6 separate regions of the Mus musculus genome follow, and all the other regions are linked to region 4. Evidence: chromatin contacts called from public HiChIP or PLAC-seq and capture Hi-C data. All regions are on one chromosome and are shown on one strand. Each heading gives the region's core, a stretch centred on a gene start, on an enhancer-like site or on the middle of the called end of the contact. The rest is flanking DNA. Distances are from core to core; before and after follow the strand shown.

The links. HiChIP or PLAC-seq counts read pairs in DNA pulled down with a chosen protein or histone mark. Capture Hi-C pulls out chosen DNA fragments and counts their contacts.
Region 1: a contact with region 4 is called in a capture Hi-C map of embryonic stem cells, with 10 times the contacts expected there. The contact joins the promoter of Ptgir here to the promoter of Ccdc61 in region 4. A contact is called at or near these places in 1 of 39 promoter capture datasets (embryonic stem cells), 1 of 115 datasets of contacts at active chromatin or transcription factors (large pre-B cells) and 1 of 9 other capture datasets (embryonic stem cells).
Region 2: a capture Hi-C map of embryonic stem cells shows a contact between it and region 4, with 7 times the contacts expected there. The contact joins the promoter of Dact3 here to the promoter of Ccdc61 in region 4. A contact is called at or near these places in 3 of 39 promoter capture datasets (cranial neural crest, liver and second pharyngeal arch cranial neural crest), 1 of 484 Hi-C or Micro-C datasets (muscle stem cells), 6 of 115 datasets of contacts at active chromatin or transcription factors (astrocytes, embryonic hindbrain, embryonic stem cells and 1 more) and 1 of 9 other capture datasets (embryonic stem cells).
Region 3: an H3K27ac HiChIP or PLAC-seq map of embryonic stem cells shows a contact between it and region 4, with 13 times the contacts expected there. The contact joins the promoter of Prkd2 here to the promoter of Ccdc61 in region 4. A contact is called at or near these places in 5 of 39 promoter capture datasets (embryonic stem cells, hippocampal neurons and stem cell-derived epiblast-like cells), 4 of 115 datasets of contacts at active chromatin or transcription factors (embryonic forebrain, embryonic midbrain and embryonic stem cells) and 3 of 9 other capture datasets (adipose tissue, embryonic stem cells and pancreatic islet).
Region 5: an H3K27ac HiChIP or PLAC-seq map of embryonic stem cells shows a contact between it and region 4, with 6 times the contacts expected there. The contact joins the promoter of Slc1a5 here to the promoter of Ccdc61 in region 4. A contact is called at or near these places in 1 of 39 promoter capture datasets (embryonic stem cells), 4 of 115 datasets of contacts at active chromatin or transcription factors (embryonic stem cells and stem cell-derived neural progenitor cells) and 1 of 9 other capture datasets (liver).
Region 6: a contact with region 4 is called in a capture Hi-C map of embryonic stem cells, with 7 times the contacts expected there. The contact joins the promoter of Strn4 here to the promoter of Ccdc61 in region 4. A contact is called at or near these places in 4 of 115 datasets of contacts at active chromatin or transcription factors (embryonic hindbrain, embryonic stem cells, forebrain and 1 more) and 2 of 9 other capture datasets (embryonic stem cells and liver).

The regions. Positions count from the first base shown.
Region 1 is chr7:16,905,148-16,907,847 of GRCm38.p6, forward strand. It overlaps Ptgir (prostaglandin I receptor (IP)), which reads left to right and starts at 1,343. Exons shown (of 2, transcript NM_008967.3): 1 at 1,343-2,489. The coding sequence starts at 1,638.
Region 2 is chr7:16,873,631-16,876,578 of GRCm38.p6, forward strand. It overlaps Dact3 (dishevelled-binding antagonist of beta-catenin 3), which reads left to right and starts at 1,687. Exons shown (of 4, transcript NM_001081655.1): 1 at 1,687-2,043. The coding sequence starts at 1,795. 9330104G04Rik (RIKEN cDNA 9330104G04 gene) reads right to left here and starts at 1,256. Exons shown (of 2, transcript NR_152128.1): 1 at 582-1,256.
Region 3 is chr7:16,841,490-16,844,240 of GRCm38.p6, forward strand. It overlaps Prkd2 (protein kinase D2), which reads left to right and starts at 1,413. Exons shown (of 19, transcript NM_001252458.1): 1 at 1,413-1,544; 2 at 1,993-2,374. The coding sequence starts at 2,135.
Region 4 is chr7:18,908,936-18,911,719 of GRCm38.p6, forward strand. It overlaps Ccdc61 (coiled-coil domain containing 61), which reads right to left and starts at 1,469. Exons shown (of 14, transcript NM_001033314.3): 1 at 1,198-1,469.
Region 5 is chr7:16,780,064-16,782,904 of GRCm38.p6, forward strand. Slc1a5 (solute carrier family 1 (neutral amino acid transporter), member 5) reads left to right here and starts at 1,283. Exons shown (of 9, transcript NM_009201.2): 1 at 1,283-2,412. The coding sequence starts at 1,838.
Region 6 is chr7:16,814,581-16,817,333 of GRCm38.p6, forward strand. It overlaps Strn4 (striatin, calmodulin binding protein 4), which reads left to right and starts at 1,309. Exons shown (of 18, transcript NM_133789.3): 1 at 1,309-2,054. The coding sequence starts at 1,773. It overlaps Fkrp (fukutin related protein), which reads right to left and starts at 2,152. Exons shown (of 3, transcript NM_173430.2): 1 at 2,120-2,152; 2 at 484-546.

The sequences.
Region 1 (2,700 bases), core at 93-2,592, 2.0 Mb before region 4:
GGGAAGAGAGAGAGAACTGAGACTCCTGCAAGTTGTCCTCTACACCATGAAATGGGTGCACCCATACACACACGCACAAGCACACACACACACACACACACACACACACACACACACACAATCTTTTTGCTTTTTTAAGGTTAAGGTCATTTTTTGGTTACATAGAAAGTTTGAGGCCAGCCTTGGCCACGTGAAATCTGTTTAAAAAAACAGCAGAGCAGCAGCAGCAGCAGCAAGAACAGATTTTTTAAAAAAAGAAAAGAAAAGAAAAGAAAGGAAAAGAAAAGAAAGGAAAGGAAGCCACACAAGGTGACTGGGGTCTCTAAGGTCCCCTCTGACCCTCCAGCAGGAACTGTGGAGTCAGTGAAGGTCCCATCACCTCTGTACTGACAGCTGGGCTGACACTGATCTGAGGGAGGCGGCATGGTCGGGGGAGGGTGTTGCTGAGGGAGGATGGGTGGAGCCTTGTGTGTGGGAGCAGAGCTGGAGCCTGAGATGGCTATCCATCGCCAAAGTGTTAGTATCGGAAGTCAGTGTCGTGAGCGGTGACTGGGGCCTGGAAGTGCTATGGTGCGAAGTAAAGGTCAACCTTTAATGGTGGGTCACCAAAGCCCTGTGAACTGCAGACCATGCATGGACTGTGCGTCCTGAGCTAGGAGCCCATGGATGAGGTCTGGTCAGGCGGCCTCCTTCTTCAACTCCTGGAAGGAGTGAATTGTGTCCAGGGACCAGGACTCTCCATGGTGTCTGGAAAACACTACATCATGGGGGAATTTCCTGGTCATTTCTCAATCCCAGGGCCAGGGCCTAACCCCAGGGCCTGAAGCCCAGAATAGCTCTCAGAGGCTGTTCACACACAGTTCAGGCCATGGCTAAGCTGGAGAACCACTCAGCACTAGGACCTGTCTGGCTTCCTTGGGTTGGTGGTGGTGGTGGTGGTGGTGGTGAGGTTCTGATACTAGGTAACACGAAGAGGGACTTAGATATGAATGCATTTGGAGAGGGGTGGGGCAGACAGACACAGAGGTAGAGACAGACAGACAGACATAGAGATGAGATGCTGGGGAGGGGGCACGTATGAAAAACAGAAAAGGTTGAGTGGGGGTGGAGGTGGCAGCAGGTGACTGTGCTGTGGACTGTATGAGGAAGAGGCAGGAGGAGAGGCAGAGGCAAGAGACGGATACTCAGAGCAGGAGATGGGGTACAAGCCAGGGAAAGCAGGCAGGGAGCCCGAGGGGGCCTCTGGAGACCAGCACAGGGGGAGGAGGGCGGGGCAGAGAGGAAATGAAAAAAGCTGGGGCGAGGAGGCAAGATGAGGAGGGAGGGGGAGGGCGGGCCCTAGGAGGGAGAAGCTGACAGAGATCTACACAGACTCGCACACAGACAGGAGAGACTGAGGGACTTCAGAAGGCAGAGGTGCTGGAGGGTCTAGAAAGCAGAAATGTCAAGGAGGTGACAGAGAAGTGTAGAGGAAAGAACAGGGGGTAGGGGACAGGGAACACTGAGGCACAAAGGGACAAGGACCTGACAGAGAAGGAAAGAAACAGGAGAGGGACAGACACAGGAGAAGACAGAAACAAAAGACAGAAACACACGGGCAACTGGGAATTGACTGGCAGATCCCAGATCCTATGAAGATGATGGCCAGCGATGGACATCCTGGACCCCCTTCTGTCACTCCTGGGAGCCCTCTCAGTGCAGGTGGCAGAGAGTGGCAGGGCATGGCAGGCTCCTGCTGGAATATCACCTACGTTCAAGACTCGGTAGGACCTGCCACCAGCACGCTGATGTTCGTGGCTGGTGTAGTGGGCAACGGGCTGGCATTGGGCATCCTGGGTGCCCGACGGAGGTCACACCCATCGGCCTTTGCGGTGTTGGTCACTGGGCTGGCGGTGACGGATCTGCTGGGCACGTGCTTCTTGAGCCCTGCAGTGTTTGTGGCCTATGCTCGAAACAGCTCTCTGCTGGGCCTGGCCCACGGTGGGACGATGCTGTGTGACACTTTCGCCTTCGCCATGACGTTCTTCGGCCTGGCCTCCACGCTCATCCTCTTTGCCATGGCTGTGGAGCGGTGCCTGGCACTCAGTCACCCCTACCTGTACGCCCAGCTGGACGGGCCGCGCTGCGCCCGCTTTGCCTTGCCTTCCATCTACGCTTTCTGCTGCCTCTTCTGCTCACTGCCCCTGCTGGGCCTGGGCGAGCATCAGCAGTATTGCCCAGGGAGCTGGTGCTTCATCCGCATGCGTTCCGCCCAGCCTGGCGGCTGTGCCTTCTCCCTGGCCTACGCCAGTCTCATGGCCCTGTTGGTGACCTCCATCTTCTTCTGCAACGGCTCCGTCACTCTCAGCCTCTATCACATGTACCGCCAACAGAGACGCCACCATGGCTCGTTTGTACCGACCTCTCGGGCACGAGAGGATGAAGTTTACCACCTGATTCTGCTGGCCCTCATGACCGTCATCATGGCCGTGTGCTCCCTGCCTCTCATGGTGAGTGTCCCTCGGAGCTGGGGTGCAGGGGGAGGAGTGGAGGGCAGCATCCATCTGTGCTCTCCACTTGTCGTGTCTATTTGACAGATGTGAAAACCGAGGCTCAGAAAGGGTCAGATGGTGACTTTGTGTTCCATGTACTCCTGAGTACTCCAAGAAGTCTCTCTGCTTTCTTTTCCTCCACTAGACAATCTCTAGCCCTTAGCTGTCC
Region 2 (2,948 bases), core at 437-2,936, 2.0 Mb before region 4:
GGACTGTGAGCCTCTTTTTCTCTCTGTGTGCCAGAAACCGAACCCAGGTCTTCTGGAAGAGCAACAGCACTCTTAAATCACGGAGCCATTTCTCCAGTGCTGGGATTACAGATATGACTCACCATGCCCAAGACTCAGTTCTTTATGAGTGGTAGAAGCTGTTACTCCAAAAAAAAAATAATAAAAAATAACAGGGTTATACGTGGTGACCCACTCCTTTAATACGAGCACTGGAGTAGGGGGAGTCAGATACAACCCAGAGGTGGTCTGAAAGTAACAAGCCAGTCTGGTCTACATAGTTACAGTTCAGCCAGGGTTACTTAGTGAAACCCTCAAAAAGCAAAACAAAACATAATTATGCTGTTAAACGTTCAGAATAACTTTTTTTTAGATGTAGATGAAGAGCACAGAGAGACCAAATACGTTTCCTAGTGTTACTCTGCCTTAAAGTGGCATAGACTCACCACATCAAAGTTGGTTATTGCCAGATGATCATAAAACATTATAAAAGACAGTTTCACACTATATTTTTCTTTCAATGACAGGCTGTCATAGTTAGCCCAGATTGGCCTCGAACTCACCGCGATTCTACGGCCCCATCCTCCCTTCCAGATCTGAGCTTTTAAGGAGTCAAAGGTCCGTCTGAGAAATGGGCTATTTCACAAACGTTGCCGACACACCGGGTGTAGTGACACATGCTGGCCGCGTGAGGGGGCGCTAGCCCGGCTTGCCCAGTGAGAAGAGGCAGAATGCAGCCTTCGAAAGCAGGCAGGCTCAGATTTAGAACTTCAGAACGTTGAGAACAGAGCATCTCAGAAGACTGAGAACAAAGCCTCTTAGAACCGTGAACAAAGGCCCCTGCGAGCTCAGACTGGTGGAACTCAGCTCCACCGCACCTGGAAGACAAAAAAGACCTCAGATTCTCTTCTGGTCAAAGCATAGAATATTTCACCCAGGGTCTTGTAATTCCGTAAATGTGCTGTTTTGATGAGACAGAAACTCGCTGTGTAATCCAAACTAGCTTGAAATTCACTATGTAGTTTAGGCTGGCCTTGAACTCTCAATTCTCCTCCTGGTTCAGCCTCCCCTATGATGGAATTACAGAGCCGGTTTGAACAGGTCCTGCTTAAAAGCATAATCAAACCGTAAGATGTTCAATCCGCTTTACTTCTGAGGGTCTGGGAAAGCTGCCTGGAAGAGGAGGCGTGATCCGGATTCAATCATCACTGATGATCCTTCTGCGCAGACTCAGAAGCTGAAAGTTTGGGAGGGGCGGCAAGAGCAGCTGCGGAGCTGTCACGTGGATCCAGTCTCTATTTATAGACCACCCTTCCCTGGACCTGGAGAGCCCAATGGCAGCCAGCGCTCGCCCGCAAGGGGGCGGAACCAGCTCCAGAACCAAGCGACTGGCACCAATGAAATTGGAGCAAGGGCGGGCTTGCTTCATTGTGATTATAAAGAAGGCGTGGCCACAGCCCCAGGATCGCCGCACAAAGGGGCGTGGCGAGTCTGATACCCCCGTAGGTAGTCCTGGGCATGCGTTGTTAAGGAAAAATGGGGCGGGGCGGAGCCCTGCGTCACGGAAGGCAACAACCAATAGTAGGTCGTTGTCGTGCCTTCAGGGGCGTGGTCATGTAGATGAGGCGCGGGTGGGCGGCCCAATGGGCGGGCGCCTATGCAGATGAGACGGTGACAGCCCGGCCAGCGGGCGGGCGGGCTGCTGGGGCGGGGAGGTGGGACCGGCGAGAGGGGCGGCCGTGGGGCCCGGCCGGGCTGGGGCGGGGGGCCGCAGCCATGATCCGGGCCTTCTCGTTCCCGGTGAGCCCGGAGCGGGGTCGGCTGCGGGGATGGTTGGAAGGCAGCCTGGCCGGGCTCTGCGAGTTGCATTGGCTCCGAGAGAGGCAGGAGTACCGCGTGCAGCAGGCGCTGCGGCTGGCCCAGCCCGGGATGGGGGGCGCCGAGGCTGAGGACGAGGAGGACGCCGAGGAGGACGAGGATGCGGCAGCGGCGCGCAGGGCCGCAGCAGCCCTGGAGGAGCAGCTGGTGAGGGGTCGCCTGTCCGTGCGTCCATCCATGCATTCCTCCCTCCCCCATTCGTTCCCCCACCTCCCTGCTCCTGTGTCCGTCTGTCTGTCTTGGTAGTGTATGCTCAGCACACCGGTCCTAGGGTAGGGGAGCAGGCAGGGGGAAAGAGATAAGACTGGAGACCTGGCTTTTCCTACCCCCAAATAGAGCTGATAGGGAGGATGCACGGCCTCCGTTGGACTCAGCATGGACCCTGTTAACCGTCCTGGATGCCTAGTGTGTGTTAAACCAAACATTCGTCTTCTTACAGATTTCCTATTTCATGAGGGTTTGAAAGTCCCCATTTTACAGAGAAAAAAACTGAGGCTTAGAGACAGGAAGAGACTCACCCAAGGTCACACAGCCGGCATTCAAACATAACCTCCCTCTGGGCCCCGCTACCCGGAATCCATCTTCATCTTTCCTTAAGTCTCGGGGTGCTTGGAGATCCCTGGAGGGGGCGGGGTGGGGGAAGGGGAATCTTCAGGCCTCTGGAGAGAGAGACCGGCTGCTGAGAAACCCCCGAACAGTCCCTGAGGACCCCCGGGGGCATTTTGATCAACCCAATGACACTTCTTTCTTCTACTTGGTCCCATGGCTCAGTAACACGGGGAGGCCAGGTGAAGATAGCTAGGGAGTGAGGGGAGAGAGAGTATGATTCGCCGAGGAACTCTAATGATGACTTTCAAATTGAAAAGGCTCCAGCTCTTTCTCCCTCCCTACATCACTCCTTGAGTCTGGAGACCCTTTCCGGTTGTTGCTCCAACCTTTCCATACCCCAGCATCTCTGTTTCATTTCCTTAACACAGTCTCTGTCTCTATGGTCTTCCAAGACCTGTAAAGCTTCCAAAAACAGAGGAGATTAGAAATGGGGTCGTGGTCTG
Region 3 (2,751 bases), core at 163-2,662, 2.1 Mb before region 4:
CCGCCTTCTAGACCTGCCCCAGGGTCACGGGGTAAAGGGGGCCGTGAGTCCCAGAAGCAGGCAGTCAAACATGCTGGGGACATGCCTGTCTAGAAGGTACATGTAGGCATGTGGTTTTTAGGGGACACTCATTAGCCAGGCTGTGAGCTCCACGTGGCCTTGCCTCCCCCTGTCCCTCTTTGCAACTTCCCCAGGTGGTAGTTTGGGTTTTCACTCCAGCCTCAGACTTCCTTCCCCAGCCTCTGCCCCCGGATGTGGTGACAGCCAGCACTGTACCCACCTCAGCTGCCCCCAGCAGCGCTGAACCAGTAAGGGGGGGCCCTTGTGGACAAGTTGCTGCTCTCTTAAAGCTCCAGCTACCTGGATGTGAAAACTAATTGGTAGCCACTGCCTGACTACTGGAGTAAAAGTCAGAACGGCTCTTGATGGAGTTAGAGTTGACTACACAGACTCACAGGCTCTCAGTTGATGTTAGCTTTTTAGATTTCCTGTTATTGCACTACTGTTTATTTCAGAGAAGGGTGGAGGTCAGGACAACCCACAGTAGCTCAGCTGGTTCTCCTTTGACTATGTGAGTGTACAGGATTGAACTCAGGCCAGTGAGCTTGGCTTCAAATGCCTTTCCCCACCTGGCCATCTCACCAGCCACATGTTGGATGATTCCGTTAACACACCCACCCAGACACCCCTGGATGTTTTCAGTGCCTTCCCTTTCCTCTGCAAAATCAAAGGCAGCCACATCAACTCAACTTTAGCAGTGTCCAGGCACCACCTGTATTTCGGCCTCATGACAGAAAAACTAAGGCTCACAGTGGAGAAGTCACACAGCCAGAAAGATGTCGGCACTTGGTCTCACAGGAGGTCTATCAAGTGGTGGTGTCCTTTGTCATGCCACCTTGGTTGGAGGGACAGGCTTTGTACCCTCAACTCTCTGGAGAGAAACCTGAAATTAAGCTCTCTTGTGCATCCTAAGGCCTCCTCGACTTCCCACCTTATATACTGGGCTTTTGAGCTGGGGACGCGCGCTTTTGTGTGTGTGTGTGTGTGTGTGTGTGTGTGTGTGTGTGTGTGTGTGTGTGTGTGTGTGTGTGTGTTGGGGGCAGGTTGAGTAGCAGAAACTGTAAAGCCACCGGACTTGACAACGATTTCCGACCCTTTCCCTGCGGTGGGCGCCGGATGCGTGCCAGTCTGACAGCTCACTCCTTCAATGACAAAGCGCCTGCCCCTCTCGCGTGCCGCGGTGAACTGCGGCGAAAAGTCAACTTTCCAGGCTGGACTGTGCAGAGGAAACGCTGACCCTTCCGCCCTCCTACCCCCAGCCACCAAATTCCCCCCAACTCCCTGGTGCGGGGTCCCGCCTTCCCCTTCCGTCCCAGTAAGGCCCGCCCTGTGATGTCACGGTGCCCTGCTTTGATTGGCCAGCTGTGCCATCGCTCCTGAGACTTCCTTCTGGGCCGCCGCTGCCGACTTAAACTTTGAAGGGGGAAAAATAGAGCTACCCGCGCTGTGCGACCCTCCCTTGTCCCCGACCCGCCCCGCCTTCGGTAACGCTCCCTCCTCCGCCGCCCCTGATCCAACTTTCCTCCGACTTTCACGACCTGTGAGAGTCTCTTCTTTCAGCCCTGGCCCTGGCAACCCCTCCTCATCCCCGAGCCAGTCGGGTTCCTACGATCCACTAGATCCCTGGTCAGACTCCCGTTTTCTACCCCCAAGGCAGAGCATCTTCAGGCCTGCCCTGACTTTGGTCCTGCCGTCAAACCCACCGGATCCTGGCATTCCCTCTGCTTTGCTCTCAGCCTTCTTTCTCCAGGGGCCTTGGATCGCAGTGTCTTTTGATTCCAGGGACCCTGCCCTACCCGACTTTCTTTCCTGGTTTCTTCCAACCTTCCAATCTCTGGGTACCCTTCCCCAAACCACTGTTTTTCTTTCTGAACTCTGCTCTCTTGACTCCCGGCGTGTGACCCACTAGATGCCTTTTCTCTCATTGCCCAGGATCCCGCCATCCTCGCGTCTCTCAACCTGACAGATTTCTCTCTCAAATGCCTGCGTTCTTACCACCACCGCAAGAGAGCTCTCGGATCTAGGTCCCAGGGTCCTTGGTGAGCTTTGGGCGGCAGATCTGGATCTGGCCCCCATGGCCGCCGCCCCCTCCCATCCCGCAGGACTCCCCGGCTCTCCGGGGCCCGGGTCTCCTCCGCCCCCCGGTGGCTTGGATCTCCAGTCGCCGCCACCTCTGCTGCCTCAGATCCCGGCTCCGGGTTCGGGGGTCTCCTTCCATATCCAGATCGGATTGACCCGAGAGTTCGTGCTGTTGCCGGCTGCCTCAGAGTTGGCTCATGTGAAGCAACTAGCCTGTTCTATCGTGGACCAGAAGGTGAGGGCATAGGGGGCTCTCATGATAAAGGAGGAGGCTTTGGAGGTGGCCTGAGATTGTTGGGAGGCCAGAGAGGGGCCTAGGTGACAGACGAGGAGGGGCACTACACCCTAGTCGTGTCCTCACTCCACCACCGGTTTCAGAGAGGCCCGGATAGGGGTGGGGTGCCCAGAGGCCTCCCCAAATTGCCTGTCGCTGCTTGTTGTTTTCTGCAGCGAGCAGGGAGGAAGGGAGGGGCCTACCAGGTGTGGAGTTGGGAGGAAGGGGCAAGTGGGAGCAGCTGATCAGGAAGAGCTCTTCTGATGGGCCCATCCTGGGCCTCCGGTCTTTGGAAACAGTAGAAATTGAAGCCATACTGGCCATGGTGATCGGGTGAC
Region 4 (2,784 bases), core at 219-2,718:
GAGACAAGGTCTCCCTCTTTAGGTAAAACGAGCCCCAAGCTCATCCTGTGACCCAGACTGATCTCAAACTGCCAGTCCTTCGCCTCAGCTGCCCAGTCCTGGGATTACAAAGGTGTGCCACTGTAGGATGCGTTATGACACTTCAGGGTTCATTCAGAGGGGCTGTCCAGACGACTCAATGGGTAAAGCTTCCTGCTGTGTAAACCCAAAGAGCGGAGCTTGACCCCTAGAATCCACAGAAAGGTGGAAGGAGAGAACCAACCCAGTGTTGTTGTCCGACCTCCACAGCCACAGCCATATAGCTGGTCCTTGCTACTTTGTGGGTTCTTTCCCCCAGGCTTTATCTCCCATTTTCACCCCCTAAATACTAGATAGGAGAGAAAACAAGGATAGAGGGGAAGAGAGGAATTAGGAAAACCCCTGAATCTAATTTCTTTCCTTTTGTTTCTTCTTCGACCGTGACTACTAACAAACCACAACCAACCTTCCTAAATGACCAACAACCCTGCACACATGCACATACACATACAGGCACACATGCTTCTTGGGGGCCCTAACATTTATATGCTCTCTAAAATGTTCCCAAAATTCCAAATGTCACACAATCGAAAAAAAAATTATCTGCAGCTGGCAAAAACACACTTCTGCTAGAGCAAGCGGCAAATCATAGTAAGCTGAGAACTGTCCAAAACAGGTACACCTGGGATTAAAATGAAAACATATTCTTATAATATTTCTGTGTTTTTTAAAGGAACCAAAATTCCAAAGCTGTCACTACACACCCATCCTGTGATATGAATCCCCCTCCCATCACACACTTGTGTGAACACACAATAATTTCTATGCGTTCAAGGAAAAAAGGCGAGACACTGTCTCAAAAACAAAACATAAGACTCGTTCCCGACCTCGGCAGCAGTGGTAGAACTATTGACTAACATTTCAAAGTTTGTCATCTAGCACTGCAAAGAAAGCGAGAATTAAAAGTGATTTCACGACAAATAACTTGCTCAGAGCCTGCACACAGTAAACGCCTCTGGTCCGTAGGGTAGGAACACACCCTCAACCCTGGAACCTCAACCCTGCCTTGTCTTCACCTGCCTCCATCCTCCAAACCAACTCAAGTTCAGAACCTACGGCATCTCGAGGACACCCCCTCCGCACCTCGTGGGGTGTAATATATATAAAATAAAACTCTACCTTACAAGCTCTAGTGCAGTATTCGGTAAGGGTTCTCTAAGTTCTAGCCGCGTATCTCGCGAGCGACAACATGATGCATTAAAGACCCCGTGAAATCTCCAGCTTGCATAGGTTCTGGCGTCCACCTGCGTGAAAGAATCGGTGCTCTGGGGACTCCCCACTGCCCGCGCCTGCAGCCCGCGCCTGGAGCCCGCGCCCACACCCGCGTACTCGCTCTTCACCTCCACGGACTCGATCTTCACGAGCGGTTCAACCGCCGAAGTTTCAGCTCCGCCCACATCCGGCCTTCTCACTTCTGATTGGTCTGATCTTACAGGCAGCCATGTTTCCATAAGTCAAAAGCGACGCCCGTCACTCTGTCCCGCCCCCATGGGAGAACCCGCCTTCCGAAGTTTACAATTGGTCTATTTGGAAGAGGCGTTACTAACACGTGTGGGGAGACCTCCGAGGTTTACAGTCTGTTTCTAGTGATTATTGGGTAGATATTCTGCCAATCATAAGAAAAAGGTGGTCCCTTGGAGTAGAAGGAGGATCCCGGAAATAGCATTTTTACTCCGCCTACCACACCCACCACCCCCAGCAAGGCAGGCCTCGCCCACAGAGAAGGAAGGGGCTGACTAGAGTGTGGAACTTGCTCAGAGGAAGGTCCGAGCCTTCAAGTCAGGAGGCTTAGAGGATATTCTCAACTGTAAGGACAGCCTAAGTATACCCTGATCGGTTTGCTAGACTTGGCTTTGTCAGTGCATGCATGACAAAACCTCAAGTGGCCCAAGCTAGTCTCCTATGCATCCTTGAACTCCTGATCCTCCTGCCTCCACCTTCCCGGTACTGAGATTACTGGAGTTGTACCACCATGCCTGGCATGGCACTGGCTTCATTAAAGCTCAACACAGCAAAGTAGGAGTTATTTTTTAATAGTTTTAGATTTATTTATTTTATATGTGTGAGTTTTATGCCTGCGTGTATGCCTGTGCACGACGCGTGTGCCTGGTGCCTGCAGAGGTCGGAAGACGGCGTCAGGAGCCTCGGACTGTAGTTACAAATGGTTGTGAAGCACCTTAGGGATGCTGGAAACTGAGCTCCAGGCCCTTTAGAAGAGCAGCCAGTGCTCTTTTTCTTTCTTTTCTTTCTCCCCAACCTCCTGAAGTTGTCTTGAGACATATCTCACGCTATAGCTTTGGCTAGCCTGAATTTCACTACGTAGATCAGGTTGTCCTCGAAGTCACCGAGACCCCCATGCCTCTGCCTCTACCTCCTGAGTTCTGGGATTAAAGGCACATACACCATGGCATCAGGCTAGAGGAGTTTACTTATTTATTAGATGACACTTTGTGTGTGTGTGTGTGTGTGTGTGTGTGTGTGTTAGGGTGCATGTGCCACGACCACAGCATCTGTAACCCTATTCCTAACAAAACAAGAACAGGATACCAAGCTTTCACTAGCCAGCCTGCCTAGCCACTCAGTGAGCTCCTGGTTCAATGAGAGATCCTGTTCTCAAAAATTAAGGTGTGGAGACCTTGAGGAAGATTGCAATATTCACCTCTGATCTGTGCAAGGGCAGACAAAGGCTCAGTGGGAGAGCCCCTG
Region 5 (2,841 bases), core at 33-2,532, 2.1 Mb before region 4:
ACTCTGATGTCTGTGGCCCAGGCTGGTCATGACCTTGGAATCCTTCCATAGTTGGGATTGCAGTCCTGAGAGCTGCGGGTGAGCGCCTGGTAGAACAGACTGAGCCCTGTAGCCTCCTTTGCTCCACCTCCAGGCAAGCTCCAGACTTTCCAAAAGAGCCATTCTTCAGGGCGTTTCTCAAGTGGTCAACAGAGTTCAGGAAGGGACTCTTGGCTGTCCTCCTCCTTCAGCCCAGCCTCTCACTACCCTGCTTCACCCTTTGGGAAGCCCCAGACCTTTCTCCCACTGATGAAATCACAAGGAATCCGGGTAGGAGGTTGGGCCAAAGAGCTGGCTGGAACCAGTTTGAGTATTTCTCTTACTAGGGGCAGGCAGTGGGGCAGAACGCTCCTAGCCAATCCTGATCCACAAACTTCAGCCTCATTTTCCCCACCCTACATGTCCCAAAGATTCTGGATTCAGCAGACCTCTTTCCTCCTCCTCTTCCTCCTCCTCCTCCTCCTCCTCTCTAAGTCTGTTATTCTTACAGTTGATGGGTAACAGTGTCTAAACTAAGAATGTTTGTGGTGAACTGGCCATTTAAATATTTTTTGCTACATTTATTTATATATTTGTTTATTTGTGTGTGTTGCATGTGCCATGCTCCTGTGGGGAGGACCCAATCTGTGACTATCTGAGGAAAGAGACTGGGTTGCAGCTCAAGCATGAGGGCCTGAGTTCAAATCCCCCACATTCAATGTTGGGGCCTACTGGCCCCTCCTCCCTCCCTTTCCCCAATTTGTTTCTACAGACTGGGTTTCTTTTTCTTTATGTAGCCCTGGCAGCCCTAGAACTCGCTCTGTAGACCAACCAAGGCTGATCTTGAACTCACAGAGATCTATCTGCCTGCCTCTGCCTCCTGAGAGCAGGGATTAAAGGTGTGTGCCACTCATCTGTCTGCCCTTTCTAGGGGTCCTTCTGTGGAATATCAGATATGATCCACAATTAGATTCTTTTGACCAGTGGTGAGGTGCGTGTGGGTGGGTGTGGGTTGGATAGTTTCCCAACGCCCCGCCCCTTTTGGAGGCTTTGCACCCTTTCTGGCTCGATGCCCTTGCCCCGGCCCCGCCCCTGGCTATGCATTGTTATTCACCCTAGGTTGCCCACTGTGATCTTGGCTCCGCCCCTCGCTCGCCACCTGGCGCCGAATGTTCCATAACCAATCAGCGCTTGCGGGACGGCCTCCGCCTTTTCAAGTCCCGCCCTCCGCTTTTTCAAGTCACGCCCCTCCGCCTTTAATCCTGGTCGCTTCCGTCTAGCAGCCTCAGAGACACGCGGCGCGGCCTGGGAGGTTTCTCCTTGGCGCCACTTTCCATATCCCCCGGGCTGCTTCCTATTTGCATCTGGAAATTTGATTTTTCTCTCCAGAGCCCGAAACGCTCGGTCCACTCCTTCTAGGGCTCCAGTACCCAAGAGTCCGAGAGCCAGGCGTCCTAATCCTGGGATCTCGGTCTCCCGGAGCAAGGCATCCCGGATCTATGCCACTTGGGTTGAGCTTCCTGAAGACCTCAGCTACCTGAGTTTCCTTACTCCTTCAGGGAGTCAAAGAACCCTCTGAAGAGCTGTTCCCTACTCCAACAAGGCGCTCTCAACTCCCAGTTTTCGGGGATTCGACATCACCAGGAAAAATAAAGGGATCTCCGCATACAGCTCAGGGAGCCTAGGACCCTCCAGTTTCCGAGATCCGGTGGACGCATAACTTCAAGGACCGCTGCAAAGTTTCAGCCTCCATTCTCGGTCCTAAGGACGTCACACCTAGTCTCCAGGCTCACAAGGAACCTCCCTGTTACGGCTCAGCATGGCAGTGGATCCCCCTAAGGCTGACCCCAAAGGGGTAGTAGCGGTGGATTCCACCGCGAACGGTGGCCCCGCGCTGGGATCCAGAGAGGACCAGAGTGCGAAAGCAGGTGGTTGCTGCGGTTCCCGTGACCGGGTGCGCCGCTGCATTCGCGCCAACCTGCTGGTGCTGCTCACGGTGGCTGCGGTGGTGGCTGGCGTGGGGCTGGGGCTGGGGGTCTCGGCGGCGGGCGGTGCTGACGCGCTGGGTCCCGCGCGCTTGACCGCTTTCGCCTTCCCGGGAGAGCTGCTGCTGCGTCTGCTGAAGATGATCATCCTGCCGCTCGTGGTGTGCAGCCTGATCGGAGGTGCAGCCAGCTTGGACCCTAGCGCGCTCGGTCGTGTGGGCGCCTGGGCGCTGCTCTTTTTCCTGGTCACCACACTGCTCGCGTCGGCGCTCGGCGTGGGTTTGGCCCTGGCGCTGAAGCCGGGCGCCGCCGTTACCGCCATCACCTCCATCAACGACTCTGTTGTAGACCCCTGTGCCCGCAGTGCACCAACCAAAGAGGTGCTGGATTCCTTTCTAGATCTCGTGAGGTACGTTCCCGCCAGGCAGTGGGGTGGTTAGGGGCCAGTGCAAGCGTGCAATCTTTCTGCTTTACCCCCTCTGAGTACAGGGATTACCCGTGTGTGCCGCCACTAGTCACCAAGGTTGAGTCCTCCAGATTGAGTCATGCCTTCTAGAATCTAGGAAAATAAGGTAACGGTGACAGGACCGCTAACATCTTGGAAGGGTGAACTTTTACGGAAGTTCTCCAAATTTGGGGGCGGGCCTAAACATGGAGGGCTTTTAGAGGAAGGAAAAATAATAAGCCTTCTTAGTCTTGTTACGCTTTTTGGAGACAGTACAGGGTCTCGTACAGCCAAGCCTGTCCTTGAACTCTCCTTAGCGCCCTACCTCCATCACCCTAGTGGCTGGGATGAAGGAGCATCATTTAGCTTACTGAAAACAAGTCTGCTACAAGT
Region 6 (2,753 bases), core at 59-2,558, 2.1 Mb before region 4:
TCCCCCACACATTATATACGCTGAGTCTGATGTTAAATGCTTGTATTCCCAGCACTTGGGAGGTGGAGGCAGGAGGATTGAAAATTCAAGGTCATCCTTGACCACTGCTTGAGTTTGAGGCCAGCCTGGGCTACATGAGACTGTCAGAAAAACAACAACAACAACAACAACAACAACAACAAAACAGTGTTTAAAGATGGCCCAGCAGGTTCTTGATACCAAGGCAGACCTGAGTTTAGTCTCCAGAACCCAAACAATACAAGGAAAGAATCAACTCCGGCAACTCAGCCTCTGACTTCCACACATGCACATGCACACAATAAACAAACACATGAAAAAAATCTAAGCGTATGCATCACTTGGAATTAGCCTTAGCCTTTTCAATCACAGTAGGTACAAAAAGGAGACCCATTCAGGAAAGCCTTTAAGGACATAGAAAGGGCAGTTACCCATGTGATTACTGTGACATCCAGGGACTCTTACCTCCCTAGGTTTCAGGCTGAGGGTGATCAAGAAGAGTGGTTTCACCTTGGGTCATCTGCCCTGCTGAGGGAGGAACCAGAAAGCATCAAATGAGCCAGCCCCTCCCAACAAAGTGCAATTTCATTCTACCCGCCCGTGAAAGTAGCTAATGAAGTCACAGACTCTTTTGTCTATTTGAAGTCCATAAGCCTGGTTACCACTTCAGTCGTCTCAGGAGTGATGTGGTGGGTAGGAGTCATCAATTGTAAGCTATAACTATCCCTCTTCCATGATGGTGTCCAGAAGGGCAGAAGTGACAGCAACTGTTACCATGACAACCTCTTCTCTAGACTCATGCATCCTTTGGAGCTAATCCTAAACATCCCCTATCTTACAGGACCTGATTGCTAGGATCATCAGACTGTGGGAGATTGCCCTGTTATAGTAACCAGGGCATGGATTTAACTGTTTCTCATCTCCCTGGAAATGGTCCAGGCCCTGTAACCATAGCAACTGTCCCACAGCAGCACTTGTCTTCTAAATAAAAACACCTGGTTGGTTTATCCATGGACTTTCCATAAGGGAAGGGGAGATGGTTACCATGGTAATGGCAACTGGGTTGGCTGGGGGAGGAGTGGGACAGAGGCATTCCTCTTAGAGGAATGTCTTTGGGGCTGGGCCTTTTTTCTACCTGAGCTCTAGGTGAGGGGAGGTTGCTATAGTAACTGATGAGGATAGGGTCAGAAGAACCACCAGGGACTTGGGTTACCTTAGCAACCTCCTCCTAGTGCAATGATAGTAGAGGTTTGGGACTCCACATATGCAAACTGGGAAGGGGCCTCCAGATTGGATAGGGTTATTATGACAACCGACTTCCTCTGGTCAGAGCCCACTCCCCACCCCAGGTCGTCTTTTTTGTTTTTTGTTTTTTTTTTCTTCACTAAGTGAAAGAGATGGGGGTGTATTTGCATTTGGAGGGGATAGGACTCTGACATTGGGGAGAATGCAGAAAAAAAAGTCCGGTCTGGTCTCTCGACCGCAAAGGAGACAATTGCGAGGGACCCTGGGTCCTTTGCCTACGTAGAGGCAGTCCCTCCCCCTCCCTGTCAGCACCCCCGCCCGCGCGCACCACCGGGGTCGACCCGGGTGGGTGGGCGAGGCTCGCGCCCAGCCCCGTGCTTGTCCCCGCTCCCCTCGCCCGCCCAGCGCGCGCGCGCGCGCACACGAGGCGGGGGTGTAGAAGTGTGAAGCTGCGCGTCCGCGCAGGCGCGCGAGGTACAGCGGGCGCGCGGGCCGGCCCCGGGGCCTCCATGATGGAGGAGCGAGCGGCCGCCGCGGTCGCATCGGCCGCCTCCTCCTGCCGCCCTCTGGGCTCGGGCACGGCTCCCAACCCGACGGCGGCGGCCCCGGCCTCCAGCCCTGCTCCTGGGCCCGGCCCGGTAGGAAAAGGAGGTGGCGGCGGAGGCAGCCCGGGCCCTACGGCGGGCCCGGAGCCCCTCAGCCTGCCGGGGATCCTGCACTTTATCCAACACGAGTGGGCACGCTTCGAAGCCGAGAAGGCCCGCTGGGAGGCCGAGCGCGCCGAGCTGCAGGTGAGCGCCACCGCTGCCCTCCCGCGCTCCCCGCCCCAGTCCTGCCCGGCCCGGCCTCGCCTCACCCGCCGCCGCCGCCGCCGCCATCTTGGAGCAATGGCCGCCGGGACGGCCGGGAGGGGGCGGGCAGGGCCGGCGACGGGCCGGCGGCGGGGTCCTCGGGGCCTCGGGGCGGACGCGGGCCGGGACCGGTCAGAGGATCTGAGCAGGGCCGAGTCTGCCGGGAGCCGCGAGTGGGAGTGACGAGCCCAAGCCCAGAGAGCCTGTCTGGGCGATGCGACTCGGGGTTCCCGGGGGACAGAGTGCTGAGAAAGTGGATGGGGTCTGCGCGAATAAATATGCCACGCCTCGCCTCCGGATCCTAACCAGATGCTGGCTGTCAGGGTGGAATGGACTAGATGTCTAGTGGGGTGACACACTCTTAACATCCACTGGGTGCAGGGAGTGAAGAGAGGAAGACTGGAAGCTGGCATGGGGTACCTTGGGGGAGTGGCTGGCCCGGAGCAATTGAAAGGTGGGAGGAAGCTTGATAGGAAGGGGTCCCAGGATGAAGTGTGTGGCCTCCTGTCCAAGAAGGACACTTTGGGCACGTGTGGCTACAATGTAGGGACACATTGGGATCGTTTGGGTGGAACCACGGAGAGGGTAGAGGACATGTTTTGGGCTCCCCCAGGAGAGCTTGAGAGTGGGAAGCGACAT